Regions from separate parts of the Rattus norvegicus genome. Here region 1 is linked to region 2. A link is a contact called in public Hi-C data. All regions are on one chromosome and are shown on one strand. The core of a region is the stretch at or near the end of the contact, and the rest is flanking DNA. Distances in the headings are between cores, read along the strand shown. Region 1 overlaps Cdk15 (cyclin-dependent kinase 15). Region 2 holds the start of Cdk15 (cyclin-dependent kinase 15).

Region 1 (6,922 bases), core at 3,382-5,881, 58 kb after region 2:
AACCTCTCCCTGGCAGGATTAAGGGGCGGTGGGGCGGAAAACTATATAGTCTAAGATAGACTATATAGTCTTTATTCTTACACTGTCCCATTACTAAATCCCAAAATTTCCCCAATTGTCATTATAGATTTTGGTATGAAGTTTTCCTGGAAGAGTTTCATGGGAGTGAGAAATTGCAGGGAGACTTCAAACGAGATTAGGGAGGAAAACAAGCAATCTGGGTGTGGTGGTATCAGCCCATAATCACAGCACTTGAGAGACTAGAGCAGGAAAGCATGAGGACTTGGGTCTAAAAGGCAGAGAGAGAGAGAGAGAGAGACAGAGAGAGAGAGAGAGAGAGAGAGACAGAGAGAGAGAGAGAGAGACAGAGAGAGACAGAGAGAGACAGAGAGACAGAGACAGAGAGAGACAGAGAGAGAGGGAAAGAGACAGAGAGACAGAGACAGAGAGAGACAGAGAGAGAGGGAAAGAGACAGAGAGAGGGAGAGAGAGACAGAAACAGATAGACAGAGAGAGGGAGAGACAGAGAGACAGACAGACAGACAGACAGACAGAGAGGGGGGCAAAGAGAGAGAGACAGAGACAGAAACAGAGAGACAGAGAGGGAGAGACAGAGAGAAAGAGAGAGAGAGGAAGGGAGGGAGAGAGAGGAAGGGAGGGAGAGAGAGGAAGGGAGGGAGAGGGAGAGAGAGACAGAGAGGGAGAGAGAGGGGCAGCTGCACTTTCCCCTCTTTATCCGACATCTATTCCCTTTACTGAAAAAACCGTGTGCTCTGGAAAGCTAAACACTAACTATAAAGTCCTTTCGACTTCTTTGACAATGATCCTAGTCCTTGCTAAATTGCTCAGGTCATTTAGAACTGCTTTACTATTTCTAGCTATTCCTTTTTTCAGGCATTTAACACACTGGTCTGAGGTGTAGTCTCTCCCTTTGGTGTGAGATGGAGATAAGGGAGGAAAGCTGTTTATGGAGATGATGGTCCAGTCTGCAATAGCTCCTGGCTCTAGTTGCCATGGTTTCCAGGAGAATCTCATTCTCATCATTTCTCATCAGGCCTGTAATCCCCCCATCCACTCTTCTTTGCCTGGGTGAAAACTCTCCTTCCTCAGGTCCCTAACATAGCTACAAGCGGAAATGTAAACTCCGGAAACCATTTATGTGCATATGAATACAAAGTGGCTGTGGTGAGCATAGGCAGCTACCCCACACATCAAATACTTGGGCTGCAGGTTGGTCCGGGCAATAGTGAGATATCCCCGTGACAGATGGTCATCAAAGCTAGGAACATGGCCAAACACTTCTCTGCCAGATTCCATGCTAAGAAGGTAACTGGGCTGTGTGAACACAGAGAAATATGTCACGTTGTTCATTTTGCTGTCAAGTCAAAGTAACAAGCAAGTTTTTATTTACAAAGAAAATTCTCCAGTCCCAATATCAATGAGACTTAAACGTTTGCATCGTTGCTCCCTTCTGTTTAATTCAGAGAAGCAAAACTGATTTTGAGCTCTTGCTGTCTGCTAGACTGGTGCAAGGTGCTGCAGTCCCTGGATGGGTGAACTGTGTTCTTGAGTCCGAGGAGCATGGGTTTGGATTCATTCCCCGATTCTCACTGTGACCGCAGGGTGAGGGCTATTTCTGTGGGTTTGGGAAGCTTATGGTTGTAGGTCAGGATGAACATGAGAAGGTAACTGTAACCTTAATCACAGCCAGGATTTCTAACCCCACCTTTGTAAATCTTAAGACTGTGGTGTATCTTGGGTATGGGGTTGGTACCATATTCACAACTCAGTCAAAAGGACCATATTTTAAAGAGTTCATCAAGATTCCTGTCTTATGCAAGTCTTATGAAAAAGCAAGTCTCTCTTGAGGCAGGCCCATCCACCCCCATTCCTGAGCTACTGCTGTTTCCACAGACTTGAACTGAAGTAATTTAAGAGACACTGAAGAGGAAGAGAGAGTTGGAACATTATGAGTTACCGTTCCTATCTAACGTACCCCTAATCCTGTCAGCCACCCCTTCTCCACCTCCCCTTCTCCACCCTCCCCTTCCCCACCCTCCCCTTCTCCACCTCCCCTTCTCCACCCTCCCCTTCTCCACCTCCCCTTCTCCACCCTCCCCTTCACCACCCTCCCCTTCCCCACCCTCCCCTTCCCCACCCTCCCCTTCTCCACCCTCCCCTTCTCCACCCTCCCCTTCCCCACCCTCCCCTTCCCCACCCTCCCCTTCCCCACCCTCCCCTTCCCAGCCTCTGGTTAACTACTTACTGCCTTACTCTTTTCTTCCCCTGACGTCAACATTTACTTTCTGCAAAGAAGTGAGAGTATATGAGATTTCTCCCCCTGTGCTCAATTTAGTTCAGTTAACAGTGTCTTCCAGTTCATCCATGTTACTAGAAATGACAAAAGTCCCATTATTTTTATGAACACATAGTATTCTGTTACGCATATAGCAATTTCCTGCTTCCGTTTTTATGTCGAGCGATGCCTTCCATGTCCATTAGGCCTTGGCAAGCACAAGCAGTGCTACAGTGAACAACAAGTACAGCCGTGCACACGACACACTGGCTCCAGCCCCCTGGATACTTGCCCAGTAGTGAGATTGCAGGATCCTAGGGGTTTTGTTCCTGGTTTTCCTTTAAATAAAGATTTGTACTGCTTTCCATAGTAGGTGTACTCGTGTACATTCCTAGCAGTAGTGAGAATAGTGAGAGTTTCACTTTTTCCATAACCTTACTAGTATTCACCATCATCATCACTACCACCACCACCAACACCACCACCACCACCACCATCACCACCACCACCACCATCACCACCACCACCATCACCACCACCAACACCAACACCACCACCACCACCACCACCATCACCACCACCATCACCACCACCAACACCACCATCATCACCACCATCACCACCAACACCACCATCACCACCAACACCACCATCACCAACACCACCACCACCACCACCACCACCACCACCAACACCATCACCACCACCACCATCACCACCACCAACACCAACACCATCACCAACACCACCACCATCACCACCACCACCACCATCACCACCACCACCACCATCACCACCACCACCACCAACACCACCACCATCACCACCACCACCACCACCACCACCATCACCACCATCACCACCACCACCATCACCACCACCACCAACACCATCACCACCACCACCACCATCACCACCACCACCATCACCACCACCAACACCACCACCACCACCATCACCAACACCATCACCACCACCACCACCATCACCACCAACAACAACAACACCATCACCACCACCACCACCACCAACACCAACACCATCACCAACACCAACACCATCACCACCACCATCATCATCACCACCACCATTACCACCACCACCACCACTACCATCATTACCACTACCACCATCACCACCACCACCACCACCATTTGTGTCTGGCATTACATAACAGAATCTTGTTCTATAGCTCAGACTGGCCTGGAATTCACGTCATAGCCCATGCTGGCCTCATACTTCACAGTGACCCATCTCCCTCAGCCACCCAAGTGGCATGTGTCACCAGGCCCAGCTTACTTTTTGTCTTTGGATAGTGTCTGTTTTAACTGGCATTTGATTCAGCCTCCTGGTTCTGATGCTCATTTCTCTGAGGATTACTGGCGACTGTTTTTAGTGTATTCCTTGGCCAGTCACATTTTGTTTTGTTTTTAAGAATGTTCATTCCAGTCGTTTGGTCATTTAGAATCCGTGTGCTCTGTACTACCGAGCTAAAGTCCTAACACACTCTCCACCCAGCACCATCGAAGGTGTTTGATTGCTTTGCCCTTGGGCGAACAGTCCATTTGCTGCCATTGCTAGGCCTCACCTGGATCGGTCTTGAGGAACCAGACTGATTCTCCCAGTGCCGACTCCAGGAAGAACCAGCTTTCTCCCAGTTCTAGTGAGTTGGGCTGTAGGCTGTGGCTGGTTGTAGCTACTTGTACCTGATTAAATCTGGAAGGAGAGAGGAGTGTGTCATGTTTTCTCCTTCCTTCCTTCCTTCCCTCCCTCTTTCCTTCCTTCCTTCCTCCTTCCCCACTCCCCAAGTTAAGCAAGCTGGCTGAGAACTGTCTGTCCTCCACTTCAAAGGGCCAGTTGTCTTATTTTGATGTGGGCAGATTGAGAAGTAGGCTTTGAAAAGTAGGCTCTTTTGTTGTTGTTGTTTAATCTTCCCTCCCGGGATGGCTTTCAGAGCGGTATATCCAAGTGTCAGTGCGGGGTTCTGACGAGCCTGGATTCCCAGACTCTCAGCAGGATCATCCTCTAACAGAAATATAAAAGTGAAATATTAAAAACCCTAAGACGTGAACTCCATCTGCACAGTAGCCGGGGCCTTGCCTGCTTGTGCCATGGGGAAAAAAAAAAAGATCTTGAAAAAAGAGGGAGGAGAAAAGGGTCTTTGACTAGGAGGTTTACAGGGTTAGCAGAGCCCAGTAACTTCCCCTCAAAGGAGTGGGTGTTGTTCCTCGCCCCCGCCCCAAAACTCTCATCCTTTGACTCAGCCGCCAGAACTCACTAGCCTCCTCCTGCAAGGCACCCCCTTTCACATGCTAACTGAGGTGCCTGTGATTGGCTGAACAATACACTGGTCACACTCGCTAAAGGGCTGCTATCTTTCACACAATTAGCCAAGACACATTAATCAAGCTGACGGGCACTGAGGCTTCTGGCCTCCTGTAGTGGGGGAGGGGGAAGATTTTGATGCCCCCCCACCCCAAGCAATAACAGAGTCCTAAAGGGGGCTCTTCTACCCCGATGTCTGAAGAGGTTAAAGCCCCAACTGACTGGCTATCTGGGATGTAGCAGTTTTGTGGCACACGAGATCCAGAGGCTTAGGACAAACCACATGTTCACCTTGGCTAAGCTCTACTAACCCAGAGACAGTAGCGTGAATTTGAGCAGCAGGCGCTGTAGATGTTTTTAAAAAGTTCCCCCAGCCTTCATACCTCCTCCCTCCATTCACAAGAAAATGCACTGAGTCATTCGAACCCCAGGCGTTCTGAGGCCAGCTAGACTGTGCCCACCCACACAGTGTGAGTTTCCCTATCCAGACCGAATAAAGCCTACCAGAGAAGAGAAACAGACTCAGTTAAGACAATGTAACAACTGGCGTGGTGCTGGTCCGAAACACTTGAAGAGCATTAAAATATAGTTCATTCTGAGAGAAGAAGAAATGTAAGCATTTGTGCTTTTGATCACAATTTTTTTTCCCCAAGTCCCCTTTTGTCTAGATTTTCAATGGCAACAGATGACAAAGGTCTTACCTTGGAGACCTGTTTGCTACAAAATCACATAGGGCTTTTCAGGGAATCCGCTAAATATTTAGACGTGTCTCTGTTAAAGTAAACGGAGGCCTGCTCCTCTGGAGGCTGTCCAGGCACGGTCTCATTAGATGCAAAGATCTTGTGATAAAGAGGAACTTTTTCTTCTGCCCACATGATCATAGCACAGTTGTGGTTTTTAATGTGTCACTGATTGTTCCATCCAATTCTGTTTGCTCCCCCTGAAAGGGTCTGTCAGGCTCTGTTTGCTTCCTTAAACACGGTTTTTGAAAGCTCTCGTGCTGTGTGAGCTCAAATCCTAGCATTAAGGTACTGCTGAGTTCATTTCACCACGCTCAAAAGCGCTGAGTTTAAATCCCTCTCAATTCCATTTGAGGCACCAGAAGACTTTATCCTTCTTCACTAATGGTTCCAAGTTTACATCTAGATACTGGGGGTCAAGGACAGGAGAGGATTTAGAAATAACAGTGCGTGACATTAGTCAATGCATTTGCCAAATTGGCAATTAGTTCCTGATGTGCGTGCAAAGCACTTTACTCCTGTCTCTTTGATGCCTGTTCCCATAGAGAAGGGAGCAGCGTCCTCAGAGGCAGTTAGGACTTTTAAAAAAAATATCTGCTGAAAAGCACGCCTGATTTGCTTCATGAGCTCAGCCACAGGGAAGCATCCGGGATTAGGCTGGGTTTCAGTTCCAGGAAAGAACACCTCATCTGGGGAGTTTTTCTCATTGGGGGAACTTAGTGGAAGTCAAAAAGGCAGGGGGTGGGAGGGGAAAGGTGCACAGAAAAAAAGAAAAACCCAGAGGCACAGGAACCTGAATCTGGGCCCTAGACCAGAGGATAGATGAACCTACACCCTTTTGTTTTTTGGTACACTTGCTTTTGCAACTTTTAACCACTAGGTGGAAGCAAGAAATAACTGGGATGAACAGTAGCTATCTGGTGAATTCTCCTTCTGTCTGGGGAACAAGTCAGAAGATGTGTATGATCTCAGGGCTGGTTGTACATATGGGTAACATTAAATGTACTAAGCATGTTGTATTTGTGTATTTATGGATAGACCATGAATTTGAGAGAGGGAGAAAGAGAGAGAGTTGTGGGGAGATACATGTAAAGGGTTGAAAGGAGGAAAGAGGAGGGAAACACACACAGAGAGAGACACACATGAATGACAGTGTAAGAGCTCACTGTGGGAATCATGCAGGAGACAAAGATTGGACTGAAAATCATCCTCCCCTCAAATGGAAGAAAGAACCATTATGCGTTGGCTCAAAGAACTCTGAGCCAATTGCAGTGAACCCAATCTAACACTGCCTCTGCTCTGGTGTCAGCTCTAGCCATGAGTTATTTGCTGAGAGACAGATTTACTGGGCTGAACTATGAGGGAAGGAACTACCTTCTGAATGAAAAAGTCCACTTTCCTCCATTTATTGTCTGGGAGAACTTGAGGGAGTTTTTATTTTCAGTTCTCTAAGCCACAAAAAGGGAGCTATCCTATCATTTAAGACATATTCCCCATGTACCAAGCAACACATAAGTATATGCATAATGTGTAATGATATGTATATACAGTATATTATATA
Region 2 (7,104 bases), core at 3,710-6,209:
GAGAGGCTCTGACAAATACAGAGGTGGATGCTCACAGACAACCATTGGACTGAGAACGGAGTCCCCAATCCAGGAGTTAGACAAAGGACTGAAGGAACTGAAGAGGTTTGCAACCCCATAAGAAGAACAATATCAACCAATCAGAACCCCCCCTACCCCCTCCCCCCGAGCTCCCAGGGAATAAACCACCATCCCAAGAGAACACAGGGATGGACCTATGGCTTCATTTGCATATGTAGCAGAGGATGGCCTTGTCAGGCATCAATGGGAGGAGAGGCCCTTAGTCCTGTCAAGACTCGATGCCCCAGTGTAGGGGAATGTCAGGGCAGGGAGGTGGGAGGGAGTGCACGCATGGGTGGGTGAGGGAGCACCCTCATAGAAGCAGGGGGGAGGGATGATGGGATAATGGGTTTCTGGAGGGGAAACTGGGAAAGGGGATGACATTTAAAATGTAAATTAAAAAATCCAATAAAAAAAGATTTATTGTGGGGGAAGGAAGCAGAGACCTGGAAAAGGGATAGAGGCAGAGAAAGAGGGGAAGAAAAAAAGAAAGGAAGAGAGAAAGAGAGGCTAGCTAGGAACACACAGGAACAGAGAGAGAGAGTGGAAGAAGAGGAGGGAGAGAGCTGGAGTAGTAAGCAGTCTTCTTTTTTTTAATTTATTCTCTGTTTAATTTATTACACTCTGCTCACTGTCCCCCTTCTGCTCCTCCTAATCCTTCTCCCATCCCTCCTCCCCTTCTCCTCAGGTGGTGGGGGACGGTGCTCAGTGAGTAGCCTTTTTATAGGTTGCCACATCTGACTCTTAACCTGACCTGGCCACTGGGTGATGACGAAAGCCGTTGCTAGATAGCTGTTGGGCGGAGCCTAGCGGATTTGTCTGAAAGTCAATAATACCCCCCCTCCAAATATTAAATTTAATAAAAACAGAGCAGACAGGAGAATATGCAAATTTTCAAATAAACACAGTGGTTTGAAATCACAACATTTGAGAAAGGAAAAGTACCGCCAAAATGTGATAGAAAAACTAAACTGATGGTCTTTCCTTCAGTCTCTGCTCCACACTTTGTCTCCTCCATATTTCCTCCTGTGAGTATTTTTGTTCCCCCTCTAAATCTTTTTTATACTAGGTCTGTTAGCTGGTATGATTTCTCAGGGGAACACCTTAGCACGGGCCTGTCAGGTTATTATCAATAACCTATAATTTTATTGCTAAGTTAAAAAAAAAAGGCAGAGTGGCTGTGGTGCACACACCTGCAATCCTAATACTAAAAGGTGGAGGCAGGAAGATCAGGAATTCACCTGCATCCTTGGCTACAAAGCGAGTTCCAGTCCAGCCCACGTGAGACTTTCTCAAACCATCAAATCGATAGATAAATAAGTAAAAGAATGAATGGATGAACCATTTGTATCAACCCAGCTTCTCTGGAAAGAGGCTGAGAAGAAAAAGGAGGGACGGTAAATGCAAGCCCAGGGAAGACCGGGAGGGGGGGTAGCGCAAGGGTGGGGGGATGAGGGGGAGGACGAAGCGCGGGGGCGGGGTAGGGGGGTGGTGTGGTTGCAGTTAAGAGTGAGCCGCGCTGAGCTAGCCTGAGGGATCTTGCAGCAGTCTGAATGGAGCTACAGTCCGTGCCTGTCCATTTAAGGGGTGGCAGGCACTGGGGCGGATGAGGGGGCTCTCAATTCCATGAGCTTCGTTCGGGCAGTTCTCCGCGGGCGTGGGGGTGTGGGGGAGGAGCAACAGTGTGCAAGCCCCAGGCGGACAGGGCCTAGGATATCCACCAGGCTACAGAAGGCACAGTTTGGTTGGTTGGTCTCAAGTGCGAACTGCTATGATGCAGTTTGCAAGGAAGTCATCTCGATCTCTGTCCTTTTTCAGAAATCTCTGGTAACAAAAATGATTGTTCTGGACACAGAGCTAAAAAATAATCTTAAAGAAGCATCCAATGTTTCTCCTTGACCTTCAGCAAACCATGAATTGTTAAATTTTGAGAATTCTGAAGAATATTTTACAGTTTCCCTTCAGGTGTCCTCTCTAGTTGGTAAATAACAATTTAATCCTTCAGAAATAAGCCAACTCCACACACACAGACACACACACACACACACACACACACACACACACACACAAAGAGAAGTTAATTAAAATAATCCTCTATTCATGTTTGTAAGTTAACTGCATAATCCCTTCAGCTTATACAAATGCTGGCCATTTTGAATTTTTAAAACTTCTTTGGTATATGGTACGCCATCTGTAATTCTGGCAATTGGGAAGTTGAGGCCAGAGGTTTGCCACAAGTCTAAGGCTTCTGTGAGCTACGTAGTGAGTTCTGCTAGCCTGGGCTACAGAGTGAAATACTCTCCCACCACTCCCCACATCCCAGTCTAAAATCTAATCTAATCTAATCTTTCTTTCTTCCTTTCTTTCTTCCTTCCTCCCTTTCTTTCTTTCTTTCTTTCTTTCCTTCCTTCTTTCGTAAGGTCTTAATACGTAGTCGAGACTCAGGATCCTTCTGTCTCAGGTCTGTGTCACCACATCCAGTTAGGATGTAATTTGTCTATGATAAAATCTGCCATCTTCTTTGAGGAAACAGTCAGCAGGTTGCATATGCCATGGCGTGCATGTCGCACTCGGAGGACAGCTTGCCAAAGGCAGTCAGTTCCCTCTTTCTACCTTTGGGTCTCAAGGCAAAGTCAGGTCAGTAGACTTGGTGCAAAGACATTTACCCAATGAACCATCTCACCAGATCCAAAATTAGCATTTCTGACAAATTTTATTGTAATGAATAAGTGAAAGTTTATTGTGATAACAAATAATTTCCCTCAGTTGTATGTCAGTCAAACGTTTAACTGTTTTCCTGCCTACTCCCTGTCCTTTTGCATCATTGGTCTCTCTTACTTTCTATCTCTCTCCTTTTAAGTGTCTCAAATGTTAGTAAATCTTTGAATGGACTTGTCTTAGATCGTATGTAGCAATCTGTTTCTCTTTTTGCCTTTGTTTTGAGATACAGACTCACTCTGTAACCCAGACTGACCTCTAATTCATGGCACTCTTCTTGCTTGCTTCCCAAGTGCTGACCATACAGGCAGGGACCCCATACCTTGCTTGCTTGTAGCAATTTTGAAATAAAACTTAAAATATATGCTCAAGGTTAGTGTCTTAAGGTTTTTTTTAGAAAGATTTATTTATCTATTTTGTTTATGTACAGTCTAATTGTCTTCAGACACACCAGAAGAGGGCATCAGATCCCATTACAGATGGTTGTGAGCCACCATGTAGTTGCTGGGAATTGAACTCGGGACCTCTGGAAGAACAATCAGTGCTCTTAATCACTGAGCCATCTCTCCAGCTCCCTTAGTTAGAGTTTCTATTGCTGTGAACAAACACCATGACCACAGCCAACTCTTATAAAGGAAAACATTTAAGTGGGGCTGACTTGCAGCTTCAGAGACTCAGTCATTAGCATCAAGGCAAGAAGCATGGTGTCATGCAGGCAGACCTGGAGCGGGGAAGGAGCTGAGAGTTCTACATTTTGATCCACAGGCAGCAGGAGACTGCTCTACTGGGGCTTATGCTTGAGCATATGAGACTTCAGAGACCACTTTTACACTGAAACACTTCCTCCAACAAGGGCACACCTACTCCAACAAAGCCATACCTCCTAATAGTTCCACTACCTATGGGCCAAGCTTTCAAATGCATGAGTTTATGGGGGCCATTCCTATTCAAACCACCACAATTAAATCACGTAAAAGTTAAGATTTAATGTCTGAAAGTTCGGTTGTTAAATATCCATGATACTGTTGTGATAACAGACTTAGCCCTTTTTCTCACAGAAATTGTTGTGCATGTTATTTGTGTCACGGAATAGGGGATGGGGGTGGGGGCGGGGGTTAGGGGTGGAGGGCTGGGGGCTGGAGAGATGGCTCAGTGGTGAAGAGCACTGACTGCTCTTCCAGAGGTCCTGAATTCAATTCCCTGAAACCACATGGTGACTCACAACCATCTGCAATGAGATCTGATGCCCTCTTCTGGTGTGTCTTAAGATAACTACAGTGTATCCATATAAATATTAAATAAAATCTTAAATTAAAAAGAAGTAATGTCATATATATATATATATATACACATATATATTTAAATGTGCCACCATACCCAGCTCAAACTCCTCTCTCCACCGTTGACTCTGCACTGTTAGTAGAGTTTTATCAACACAGGCATTTATTATATAGTGTTTGAAGGAATGACTGCCCTGTCAGACTGAGATGGACTTCTGTTTGGAGGCAGAGGGAGGAATCCTCAGCTCCCTTTCCACCCCACCGTTCTCTGGTTCCTTTGACTCTAAAAGTTGGCTAGGTGGCACACTCGTTTGAATGTTGGAAAACCAATCTGAGTCAGATGGCACACATCTGCAATCCCGGACTGGGGAAACTGAGGCAGGAGGATTACCTCCACTTGGAGGCTAGCTGGGCTAGTCTTGTGAGAGACAAGGACTCAAAAGAAAAAAGTTTGAAAACTAAGAGGCTTTCAGGAAAGCAAGGGATAAGACACCCCTCGGCATGACCACTTTAGCGAGGGGAAACCCAATAGACACTAGTCGAATTCTGGAAAAGTGAGTGTAGCCACAGAACTGACTGGTGGCTGGGGTAAGCTGGTGTACCCAGTTGTATTCTCTCGGTAAGAGCCTCCTGGTGCACCCAGTTGTATTCTCTCGGTAAGAGCCTCCTTGTTTTCGGGTGTGCACACATGAGCGCCAGCCGCTGCGGTTCTGATGCATAGTTCTTTGCACTGATGAGCTAAAACTGCTGAAGTCATGAGGCTGCTCCAGGCAGAGCCCTCGTGTGAGTCACACGAAAGCTCCACTCTGCTGACCTCTGGCAGAGCGGGGAGCGAATGAGGAGAGAAGAGACGGATGGGAAGAGGTTCAAGTGCCGGTTTTCTCCTTGAACCTGGACTAGTATGGGTCAAGAGCTGTGTGCAAAGAGCCGGCAGCCAGGATGCAGTTGCTACCACCGTTCGGAGGGAGGCGAGGCGCACAGCTGTCAGAGGAGCCAGCCTGGAAGCACCTCGGAGCCTGCTGTATTTGAGGTACTTGTATCCCGGGAGGAGCATCTTTAGTAAACCAAGCGATTCAGACAGACACTCCCTCTTGTAGCAGGGTCTGATTCCTCTGCGGTAGGTCTAAACTCATAAAAAGAAAATTCTATTAAAGTCACAGAGGATTTATGACTGTAGTTATCAAGTTTGGGGATGTACTTGTAAACCAGACGAGGGGAATAAGCCTTGGGTTTGGCCTCTTTTGACTTGAAACAGAGAAAGTGGTTCTTCTCTGGACATCTCTGAGCCACTAAATTGTAGGGCTGAACTGTAGAGGGCAAGCCGCCATACCGGTAGGTCCACTGTGGATTCTCAGTTTCAGTAATTAGCTCGTGATCATTAGCAGTGTCTAACTAGATTCTTCTAAGGTGTTACATTAAGTACCCAGGAAGGTGGGCAGGTATGGGGCAAACTGAGTTAAATGAGGAAAATGGAAAATACCCTCAAAGAGACTGGGTTAAACTGTGCAGGTGAAGGAAAAATTTAGTATTTCAGTAATTGGTACCATACATGGTTGTCTCTAAGATCTGACTTTCAGGAAACCTGCCTTTCATGGTAGGAAGCCTACACAACAACAACAACAGCAGCAGCAGCAGCAACAACACAAGCAAAAACCAGAACCAAACAAACAAAACCAGGCAAATAAAAACCAAGAAAAGGCTTGCCAGCCACCAAGTCTGACTGCACACATTGTGTGCGTGCTTTCCTCTTCCTCCAGCTAACAGACCTAAAAGAAGCATCATGTTCCTCGGCTTCATTTCACCCCAGGGGACTCCAGGCTGCCAGAGTCCAGAAGTTGGAGAGTAAAAGGCCACGGAGTAACAGTGATTCTTTTCAGGAAGAGAATCTGAGGCAGGGGGTGCCATGGGTGAGTGAACCGCTGACAGGCATCAAGGAGAATTTCATGGGTGCCTGTCTAGGGAAGCTAGTCTAGCCTTCACCTTCCAGGGACGCCTGTGTGGGCTTGCATGTGCTCTCACACATACACACACAGACACACACAACACACACACAACACACACACAGGCATACACACACACAACGCACAGACATACACACACAACACAGAATACACAGGCACACATGCGCATAGACACACACAAAAACACACACACACATGAACACAGACACACAGACACACATGGTCATGCACATACAGATACACATACACACAGACACACACAGAGACATACACACACATGTACACAGACAGACAGGTAGACAGACACACATGCACAGGCACACATACAGAGATGCTTACACACACATACATGTACACAGACAGATAGGTAGACAGACACACATGCACAGGCACACATACATACACAGACAGACAAGCACACACAACATAGACACTTACACACAGACACACACACAGACACATATACACATACGCACACACACACACACACTCTCTCTCTCTCTCTCTCTACTGTCTAATGTCCCTGGGGAAAAGATAAGTCAACATATTTTTTATATGTTCTTTCTATCTTCCCACCTCTCACCCCACCCTTGGAGCAGAAGAAGAGCTTCCCTTTTGGGGCAGCCTCATCTTACTTGAACTTGGAGAAGCTGGGTGAAGGTTCTTATGCCACAGTTTACAAGGGCATCAGCAGGTAAGTGACTTGTTAAAGACTTTTTTTTTTTTTTGTTGTTCTTTTTTTCGGAGCTGGGGACCGAACCCAGGGCCTTGCGCTTCCTAGGCAAGCGCTCTACCACTGAGCTAAATCCCCAACCCCGTTAAAGACTTTTGATAAGGGCATCTCCCTATTTTGATAAGGGCATCTCATCTATTGTATTATAAAGCCAACTGACATAGTAGAAACATTCACAGCTTTTGGGACTGTGGCAGGATATCTGGGCCAACGGGATGGTAGACATGGTGTTTTTTTATTTTTTGTTTTTTAGATTTTATTTATTTTATTTATATGAGTATACTGTAGTTGTCTTTAGACACATCAGATGGTTGTGAGCCACCATGTGGTTGCCGGGAATTGAACTCAGGAC

The links. Hi-C and Micro-C count contacts between places; a contact is called where the count stands out from the background.
Region 1: a contact with region 2 is called in a Hi-C map of the A7r5 cell line, with 4 times the contacts expected there. The contact joins the enhancer-like site here to the promoter of Cdk15 in region 2. A contact is called at or near these places in 3 of 12 Hi-C or Micro-C datasets (the A7r5 cell line, Schwann cells and frontal cortex).

Annotation. Positions count from the first base shown.
Region 1 is chr9:68,258,965-68,265,886 of GRCr8, forward strand. All of the region lies in intron 10 of Cdk15 (cyclin-dependent kinase 15), which reads left to right. Among named protein-coding and RNA genes, the nearest start is that of Cdk15, 57 kb to the left of the region's middle. Within about 2 kb of position 4,632, at least 12 of the 93 cell types and tissues checked have an H3K27ac peak or open chromatin away from gene starts, as enhancers often do. A contact at or near this core is called in the A7r5 cell line and Schwann cells, where this site is marked.
Region 2 is chr9:68,200,883-68,207,986 of GRCr8, forward strand. It overlaps Cdk15 (cyclin-dependent kinase 15), which reads left to right and starts at 4,960. Exons shown (of 14, transcript XM_039084847.2): 1 at 4,960-5,088; 2 at 5,816-5,965; 3 at 6,619-6,713. The coding sequence starts at 4,960. LOC134480372 (a long non-coding RNA gene) reads right to left here. Exons shown (of 2, transcript XR_010054790.1): 2 at 4,199-5,181.